3 separate regions of the Mus musculus genome follow, and all the other regions are linked to region 3. The links are chromatin contacts, called in public Hi-C maps. All regions are on one chromosome and are shown on one strand. Each heading gives the region's core, a stretch centred on a gene start, on an enhancer-like site or on the middle of the called end of the contact. The rest is flanking DNA. Distances are from core to core; before and after follow the strand shown.

The links. A called contact is a pair of places that touch in the nucleus more often than the background predicts.
Region 1: a contact with region 3 is called in a Hi-C map of the N1E-115 cell line, with 4 times the contacts expected there. The contact joins the enhancer-like site here to the promoter of Unc5b in region 3. A contact is called at or near these places in 11 of 39 promoter capture datasets (the 3T3-L1 cell line, the SN4741 cell line, cranial neural crest and 8 more), 1 of 15 datasets of contacts at CTCF or cohesin (the NIH/3T3 cell line), 6 of 484 Hi-C or Micro-C datasets (the AML12 cell line, the N1E-115 cell line, bone marrow-derived macrophages and 3 more), 13 of 115 datasets of contacts at active chromatin or transcription factors (bone marrow-derived macrophages, embryonic forebrain, embryonic hindbrain and 7 more) and 2 of 9 other capture datasets (adipose tissue and embryonic stem cells).
Region 2: a contact with region 3 is called in a Hi-C map of pancreatic cancer cells, with 2.1 times the contacts expected there. The contact joins the enhancer-like site here to the promoter of Unc5b in region 3. A contact is called at or near these places in 3 of 39 promoter capture datasets (the 3T3-L1 cell line, embryonic stem cells and stem cell-derived epiblast-like cells), 1 of 15 datasets of contacts at CTCF or cohesin (the NIH/3T3 cell line), 13 of 484 Hi-C or Micro-C datasets (the AML12 cell line, the CH12 cell line, bone marrow-derived macrophages and 8 more), 6 of 115 datasets of contacts at active chromatin or transcription factors (VIP interneurons, cardiomyocytes, embryonic midbrain and 3 more) and 3 of 9 other capture datasets (embryonic stem cells, liver and pancreatic islet).

The regions. Positions count from the first base shown.
Region 1 is chr10:60,954,118-60,956,941 of GRCm38.p6, forward strand. No RefSeq gene overlaps it. Among named protein-coding and RNA genes, the nearest start is that of Mir466j, 5.2 kb to the right of the region's middle. Within about 2 kb of position 1,279, at least 12 of the 459 cell types and tissues checked have an H3K27ac peak or open chromatin away from gene starts, as enhancers often do. A contact at or near this core is called in the N1E-115 cell line, where this site is marked.
Region 2 is chr10:60,909,721-60,912,559 of GRCm38.p6, forward strand. No RefSeq gene overlaps it. Among named protein-coding and RNA genes, the nearest start is that of Mir6408, 12 kb to the right of the region's middle. Within about 2 kb of position 1,386, at least 1 of the 459 cell types and tissues checked has an H3K27ac peak or open chromatin away from gene starts, as enhancers often do. A contact at or near this core is called in pancreatic cancer cells, where this site is marked.
Region 3 is chr10:60,830,121-60,832,986 of GRCm38.p6, forward strand. It overlaps Unc5b (unc-5 netrin receptor B), which reads right to left and starts at 1,461. Exons shown (of 17, transcript NM_029770.3): 1 at 967-1,461. The coding sequence starts at 1,045.

The sequences.
Region 1 (2,824 bases), core at 29-2,528, 120 kb after region 3:
GCCATTAAGATGAGCCATGGCTGCCCCAGGACCATCCTTCAGAGCCAGGGATGCTCGCGAAGGGAGGGCCCATTATTCATAGCTAAAGGAAGACTCATTCCGTGCACCAAGCCTTGGCTGGTATTGAACACACCATCACCGTTCTCTTAATAAATGACTTCTGGAGGGTTTAATTAACTTCTTAGCACACTTGGGCAAGCAACCCAACCTCCACTTCTGGGATAAACCTGAGTCAGCCACACAGAGGGCTGGTGGCATCCTTCCTCAGAGACTACCATTGTCCCTGTGGAGTGGAAGTGTCTCTCTAGGGTCTTGGCCAGCCGGACACACCCTGTGCAGGAAGGCTAGGGTCTGGCAACATGGGCAACATGGGTGGCTTGTTCAAGGTTGCATGGCAAACAGAAAGCCAGATAGGCTACAGGTTTAGAATCCAAGCCCTGAGCGGACAGGACCATTCTGGAGGTCTAACCATCTATGCCTCTCTCAGGTCATGGTTGTATTGAATATGCATTTGGCAATCATGGGTTTACTCCTTAGGGGTCAGGGCAAAGCTGGCCTGAGAATCAGTCATGTCTCCTCCTCCTCCATGATCATTGTCACCACAACATCAGCACCACCACCACCACCACCACCACCACCACCACCACCACCATCATCATCATCACAAGAACTTGCCTAGTTCTTTTGAAATCAGATCCTGGGTCATGTTACCTCATCTTGGCCTCTCGTGGCTCTATGAAGCGAGCATGGCTAGACCCCCACATTCATTTTTCTCAAACTACAAGTTGTAGCTCAGAGACATGAAGTCCTCAAAGGCCATCATTGCCTGAAGCTCTGGGTTATTCTGTCTCTCTAGAGAACTTTGTGCCATTGGACCTAACCACTGGACAAGAAGGAGAAACTGAGGACTTGCCCACATTCACTCAGGGAGTAGAGTCAGACATGTCTCCTGATGCCTTGCTGAGCAGAGGGCCCCCTGGACCACATCGATAGCCCATCACCTCTGTTTCATCCCATGGGGTGTGCTCCTCTCCCAACTTGCTCTACTTTCTCAGGCCAGCCCCCACCCTCATGAGACAACCAGAGTAGCATTCTAAGCAGCTAAAACACAACATTTGGGACTAGACTTCTGCCACCTGTGTCTTACTTAGACAAGCCACCCATCTCCTTCCAAGAGCCTGTACTTCTTCATGTGGCAAATTAAGATGGTACCTCCTGGGACACTTAGCTCAGCAACTGATGAGTCAGACTTACTCAGCAAAAGTCATTAGGACAAAGGTTCCACCTTTTGCCTTACACCCAGCTACTGTGGGTGACCTCTCTCTCACACCCTGGAGGGCGCGTCCTATACCTCTGCACAGGTAAAATTGGGACAAAGAGGCCTGAAGGATGCTAGATGCTAGAACAGAGCCCTTGGGCCCGAGGGGAACACACGCTGCAGGCTAATTAATTGTGTAGGGCTGACAGCAGCCAGGGCTGATGCTTCTTGCTGGTAAGCCCAGAGCAAGGAAGGAATAATGCACTCTAATGTGCCGGTCTTCTCCAGGGACCTGTCTTTCATCCCCGACAAAACTAATTAATGACAGCAGTAGATAAACCAAGCCAGCCTGCCCCAGCCCAGAGCAGCTAGGGTTCTTCGAGTAAAGCCTCTTGCTGGCCGGGCTAGGGAAGGCAGTGGCCTAGGGGCTGAGGGAAAGACCTATGACGTCACGGGAGACCAGATCTAAGGAGGGAGGCCTCGTGATCCACTGCATCTGGTGAGGGGTAACAGCACTGGGTTCATACATATTCCTAGCTTAGAGATGCAGCATTCAGACTGTAAACCAGAGGAGTTCCTGTTTCCTCTTGAGGTGTCAAGTGTGGGCAGGGGTCTGGGGAGATCACTCAGTAGGCAAGGTGTTTGCTGTGCAGGCATGTAGGCCTAAGTTCAAATCCCCAGCAACTACATAAAAGCAAGGCTCTGGGTGGGGCATGAGTGTGGGGACAGGCAGATCTCTGGAGATCATTGGCTGGCCAGCCTAGCTAATTGATGAACGCAAAATCAATGAGAGACCCTGTCTGAAAAAAATAAGATGGCCAGGCATGGTGACATGCGCTTTTAATCCCAGCACTCAGGAGGCAGAGGCAGATAGATCTCTAAGTTCTGGGCCAGCCTAGTCTACATAGTGAGTTCTAGTCTAGTCAGAGCTATATAGTGAGACCCTATATCAAATATAATATAATATAATATAATATAATATAATATAGTGGAAGGCAATAGAGGAGACCACCTGACATTGAACCCTGGTCTCTGCACACACATGCGTATGTATACCCATACAAAAGTCTATAACACACATAGTGAACAAGAGCCAGACACGACCAAGGAGGGATGTCCCACCCATGGCTCCTGGTTAGTTAATATCCTCATACCAAAGCACTCACGTCAGTCAGCACAGCTCTCAACCCCTGACACCCATGAGAATCCCCTGAGGGCCGAGGAACTCCAGACTGTAGAGTCAGTTGGGAGGGTTTAATCCTCCTGCAAGTTTCCAGGGAGCAAGAGGCTGAGAGTGGGCCCGTCCTCACTCAGAAACACAGCTCTAGACAGAGAATCAGAGCCTAGGGTTCTTGTCCAGTAGTGGATGCAGGATTTATACAGCGCCCGAGTCAGCACTGGAGTGGAGAGAGGCTCTGTTGTGATCTCTCTGAAGCCAGTAGGCTAATCACCTGGATTAAGCACTAAGTCCATAGAGGTTTTACCATGCTGTAAAAACACCATATAGATAGACAGATAGGTAAATAGGTGTGTGTGTGTGTGTGTGTGTGTGTGCAATATAGATAC
Region 2 (2,839 bases), core at 136-2,635, 80 kb after region 3:
TCTTTGACTGAAGTTATTTCTAAAAACTGTACTCTTTTTTATACTATTATACACAGAACCATTTATTTCATTTTTTGGTAACTTTTTGCTAGCATAAAGAAGCACTGTCATTTTGTGTGTGTGACTCTCAGACTGTATATCTTTCCTAACATCATTTATTAGCTTTAATTGTATGTTCATTTTCTTAACATATCATTATACATATATCATTTTATGTATTATAAAAACAGAAATGGCTTTAAATCTTACTTTCTAATATGGCTGCTTTTCAATTTTTTTTCCTCACCTCATTCCTCTGCCTAGAATCCAGCACATATTGGAAAGAAGTTAAGGCAAGCATATTTGTTTTCTTTCTGACTTTAGAGCCTACATTCAAGTTTTCTTTCCTTTTAAATGACACCTTTATAAATACATTTTGTGTGTGTGTGTGTGTGTGTGTGTGTGTGTGTGTGTGCCACAGTGTTCATGTGGAGGATGGGGAACAACTTTTGGAAGTCATTTCTCTCCTTCTACTGTGGGGTCCCAGGAATCAAAGGCAGGTTTGTTGGCAACCACCTTTACCTGCTGAGAAATCTCACCCATACCACTTCATATTCAGATGGCTCCAGTGGTTAATTATATAAAACACCTAAGGTCAGAACCAAATCTATGGAAACCCCTCAGTCACAGAGGAGGAGGGAAAATTCCTTTCTTGGAGCAAATAGTACCCTGATGCCCTAACCAAGGCCGGGAGAGGAAGGGAGAGCTCCAGTCAGTACCAGTGCCAACAAAGAACATGGGACTCAGCAAGACATAGTAAGCCAAACATGGGAATATGTGAGCAGATCAATTCATGACTCAGTGAAGTTTCTTTTAAGAACACACAGTTGTTTGACATTCAATATACCTTATTATTTTAATAAGCAAAACAGAAACAAAAAGACATCAAAAAGGTATTGGAGGGGCTGAAGAGAGACTTCAGTAGTTAGGAGGGCTTACTGCATAATCTCAAGGGCCTGAGTTCAGATCTCAGCATCCACGTAATAAGATGAGTGTGGCCTTGTTTGTGCCTGGAACTTCTGCACTGTGGCACGGGGAAAGCAGAGACAGGAAGATCAGGGGTGGGGGGTGTCTAGTTGAAATACGACCCCATGAATTCCAGGTTCAGGGAGAGACCCTGCCTCAAAGAATAAGATGGAGAATGATACAGGAGAATGCCTTTCTCTGGCCCACTTGTGCACACAGGTAAACTCGCCTGCACACACACACACACACTCTCAGAGGGGGGTATTAGACAAAATTGTACACTCCTTCATGATTTAAAGCACCCCCCCAAAGCAACCGTGTCATAAACTAAGCCTAGAAGGGAGCATCCAGAACCCTAGTGAGGACATCTCTGAGTCAGAATGAATACCACAACTTGATGGTAGAAAACCCTGTTTCCACCTGAGCTTGAAAATCAGAGGGGCTCTAGTTGGTGCAAACAGACAAGAAAAAATAGAACAAGATATAAGCTTCATAGGCTGAAAAGATATCAAAGGTGAGCGCTCCCCCCCCCCTCTGTCCCTCTCTCCCTTCCTTCTGTAAATTTATCATCTTCCTATAAAGAAAATCCAAATGGATCAACAGAAAAAAACACTAGGATTGATTAGTGAGGTTGGCATGGTAACAAGATTCAAGGCTAATATGAAAAAAAATATCAATCGTATTTCTAAGCCCTGGAAATGAATAATTAGAAATGCAAATTTAGGAATATCATTTATAATGGCAGGAAATTCAGGAAATAGTTTGGAATAGTGGTAATAAAAATGTGTGTATTTCCTGTCGACTTAAGGTATAAATTATTAGTCACAGCAATTAAAAACTGATCTAAGTAAACAGAGAGTCATGCCAAATCCATGAATCAGAAAATATAACAGTGTGCAGACTCAAAGCCTTTGCCGCCAAAGCCCAGCATGGTGTAAAAAACAACACACTTGCTTGAAACTAAACAAGGAAGCAATAGGCCAATTTGGAGAAAAAGAAAAATATCTCGGATCTTCTTATACCAAATTTCAAGAGTTCCTAATAAGCTATATGAAGGGCAGTGTGGTATTAGCACAATGCTAGTAGATATTTAATTTAATTGAACAGATAAAGTCATAGAACACAAAACAGATAGATGACTGTCCTAACAGGAGTCAATGGTGGCAAGAGATTGAAGGTCATATGTGGGAGATAATCTTCACCGAAGGCCTGAGGAACCAGGTGTTCAAGGGGAAAAGGAAACAGACTCCAAGCCTTACTTCACACCAAACACACGCAAGCACATGTGTGCATGTGCGTGCGTGCGTGCGCGCGCGCACACACACACACACACACACACACACACAGAGTTCAGATGCACCATAAACCAAAGCATAAGTGCTAAAGTTCTGAACTCCCACAATAAAACAGGATAAGTCATTGTGACTTGGAGTTCAACGTAGATTTCATCTCTGATTTTTAAAGAAGCACAAACCATAAAAACTAATAAAATAGGCTTCACACAAACCTAAGACTACTGACAACAGGCTTACCTATCTCCTCACTTCCCTATCAGTATGGCTGAGTGAGAATGGACGGACTGATGGATGAACGGACAGACAGACAGACAGACAGAAGGATGGGTAGATGGGGGGGAATGAATGGATGGATACATACATGGTGTCCTAGTTAAGGTTGCTATTGCTGTAGTAAAACACCATGACCAAAAGCAGCTAGGAGAAAAAGGGTCTTATTTGGAACACACTTCCCCTGCCCTGTCTTTGAAAGAAGCCAGTACAGGAACTCAAACCCGGTAGGAACCTGGGGGCAGGAGCTGATGCAGAGGCCATGGAGG
Region 3 (2,866 bases), core at 211-2,710:
TCCCATTCTTAGCCTTTGCTCAGGGAGGTCTTTGTCTAGGGTGGCCCTCCAGCCCCCGCACCAGCTTCGGGAGTCGATTCACCCTAACGGCAGTTCACCTGCTTGGGTACCAGAGAGGTTGGTGCGAGTGTCTACTTTTCCTTCCAAGGAAGACGCAGCCCACTTTGCAACGCCCAGCCGAGCTACTACAGAGCCAGCAAGACACTTCCATCTTCGCGATGAGAGGAGAATCGGGGACTTTATAAACTTAGGAGTCCACCAAACCCTCTTAAGAGCATCTTTACTGGGTCCAGGTGCAGTGCAGAGGCGAGCTCACCTGGACACTGAGAATACCAATAACCTATTGAAAATAGGCAAAGTCGAAAGGAGATACATTACGCCCCTCCACTCTCTGCCAACACTCACCCCCAAACAATCCACCAACCACGAAACCTTTTCATACCCGCCCGCGCCGCACCTCCGGAGATCACGGTGTACAGGAGTCGGCCCCTCCCCCTTCAGTAGCTTAAAGCCTTCGGGCCTCGGCTCCCCAAAGGCCGAGAAGAAGCGCTTCCAGGGTTCCGCAGTATCCTGCTCTCTGTCCGCGACCCTCAGAATGCTGCGCGTGCAGCCCGCGGGAGCCTGTACTCAGACCTAAGTTGCAGGCGAACCGCAGAGAACACACACCTGGCCCTGGCAGTGACAGTTTTTCCGTGATAGTCAGGGGTCACTTGGAAGTGAATCAGACCCCATTCCACGGGAAGCAACTATCCCTTGGAGGCAGGAGCAGGGAGCTTCGAGCTTACGTGGCACCCCAGGTGGCCACGCGTCGCCCCCTCTCCCGAGCACCGAAGCTGCCTTTTAACTTGGACGCGTCCACGGCGTTCTCGGAGCGCAGTGACTCCGCCAAGAACCACCCGAACTTGCAGTTGGACGCTGAGACGCGCCAGGACCGCATCCCTGTGTTCCACTCCCTCTCGCACCTACCTGCTAGGCTCGGTGTCGGATCCCAGCAAAGCAGCAGCGCCAGCAGCAGCGCGCTCCGCACCCCGCTCCGGGCCCTCATGCTCCTGTCCCCCGGCCCGGGCGCCTCTCCCTCGGGGTTCTTTCCCGGTCCCCAGCCTCGCCGCCTTCGCCTTCGCCGCCGCCTCGCCGTTCTCGCAGGCGCCCGGCAGCGCCAGCCCGTGCCCTCCGTAGGCGCAGAGGCAACCGCGCAGCGCCGGGAGGCCGCCCGGCGACTAGGAGCGCTCCGGGAGTCGGACGCCGCTGGGGATCCCGGCTCTGGTGCGCCCTTTCCGCGCTCTCCCGCTGCGAGCGCCGTCCGCGCCCTGCTCCGAAGTTGTGCGATCCCAGTGGAGTGCGCTCAGCGGCGCTCGTAGCGGCCGCGCCGCGAAGTCTGTCCGAGTGGGGTGTGTGCTTCCCTCTGCGCCCTGCCGCTCCCCGCGGCTCCGCGCCCTCGCCCGCCCTGCCGCCGGCCACAATGCCCAGCGCCGCCGCGCGCTCGCCCTAGAGTCAGCGGGCCGGGGCGGGGCCTCACGCGATAGAAGGCGGGGCCTGGAGGACGGGGGCGGAGCCACGGGGCCCAGCGAGGGGGGGTACCCTACCGCTGTGTAGGCGCGGCCGAGTTGGGGCCTTATCAGAGGGGATCCTTGAAGAACGCAGGATCCAAAGCACCGGAAAACCGGTCCGCTGAAAGCGGCGGAGTCTACCGGATTTTCTTTCCAAAAATAAAGGAAATAAACATTCGTACACTTCTTAGCTTGGGTGTGAATCAGCTTTCGCTTTTGATTCGGTCTCAAAAGGGGATGGGGGTGTTTAAGAAAAAATGTCAAACACTCAAGTCCTGGTGGAGCGGGGGATGTAGTTGGGGAGTTCCAGCTGTGGATATTTGGGCATGAGTTAGGATCGTGATTGGTTCTGTTTTTCTCCTCGACCCAGGACAGAACTCTTTACGTGGGATCCGGAAGGATGGCTCATCCTAGGATATGGTGAACCAGTCCAATTGAATAAAAGGACGTGTGTGGGGAGGGAACCTGCTGCTGTGTTTTGCTCCGAGCACAAACTTGGTTCTGGTTCTGCTCCTTAAGCGCGTGACCTTGAAGGAGCTGCTTAGCTGTCTCCATCACTGTCACCTGTGAAATGGGGAAGAATGATGTTAGCTGTCTCATAAGGGGTTGAGGAGCAGAATGTGGGAAATAGGTAGAAAGTGGGGGCACAAATGGTGGCATCCCTTCCCAAGGTTCTTGAAGGAAGTCCTTGTCACCCAGAGGTGGGCCCATAAGCTTACGTGACCAGAGGAGACTTGGGAGATGTCTGTGCATCCGCTCACAGGAAGCTCACAGCACTTCCATGTGGGAGCCCACTAACGGGCTAATTCCATAATGCTATAAAGAAGCAGCCCCTACCCCTTATCTGCTGACCTCCTAAGCTTTTCCTCTTTGCAGATCTGGATCAGCCCTCTTCTTCAGGAAGAGAGCAGCCTAGCCAGGTTCTGAAGTCGGGTAGGAGGGTAGAAGGGTGGGAGGGTGGGAGGTATCCAAAAGAACCTAGTATTCCCAAGTTTTTCCTAGATTGGAGAAGAAAGGTTTGGGAGCCATAGTTGCTGACTAAGAGGTTGGTGGTGTGAGGGCAGAGAAGCAAGAAGATCCATGCTAGCTGTGTTTGGGGGAGAGGGAGGCAATGAAAGCGGGATTTCTCGACACCCCCTCTATCCCAACTCCACAAAATGAAGACTGGAGATCTATAGAAGGCTGTGGCTATAGGTGACGCCCCACATCATGGCTGGCCACCCAGGCCCAGTAGGGTGAATCCGGGTGGAGTGAACGCCCAAGGCAGGACTTTGGTTTCTGTGGGCAAAGGTAAACGGGCTATTTTTATCCTGGCCTGG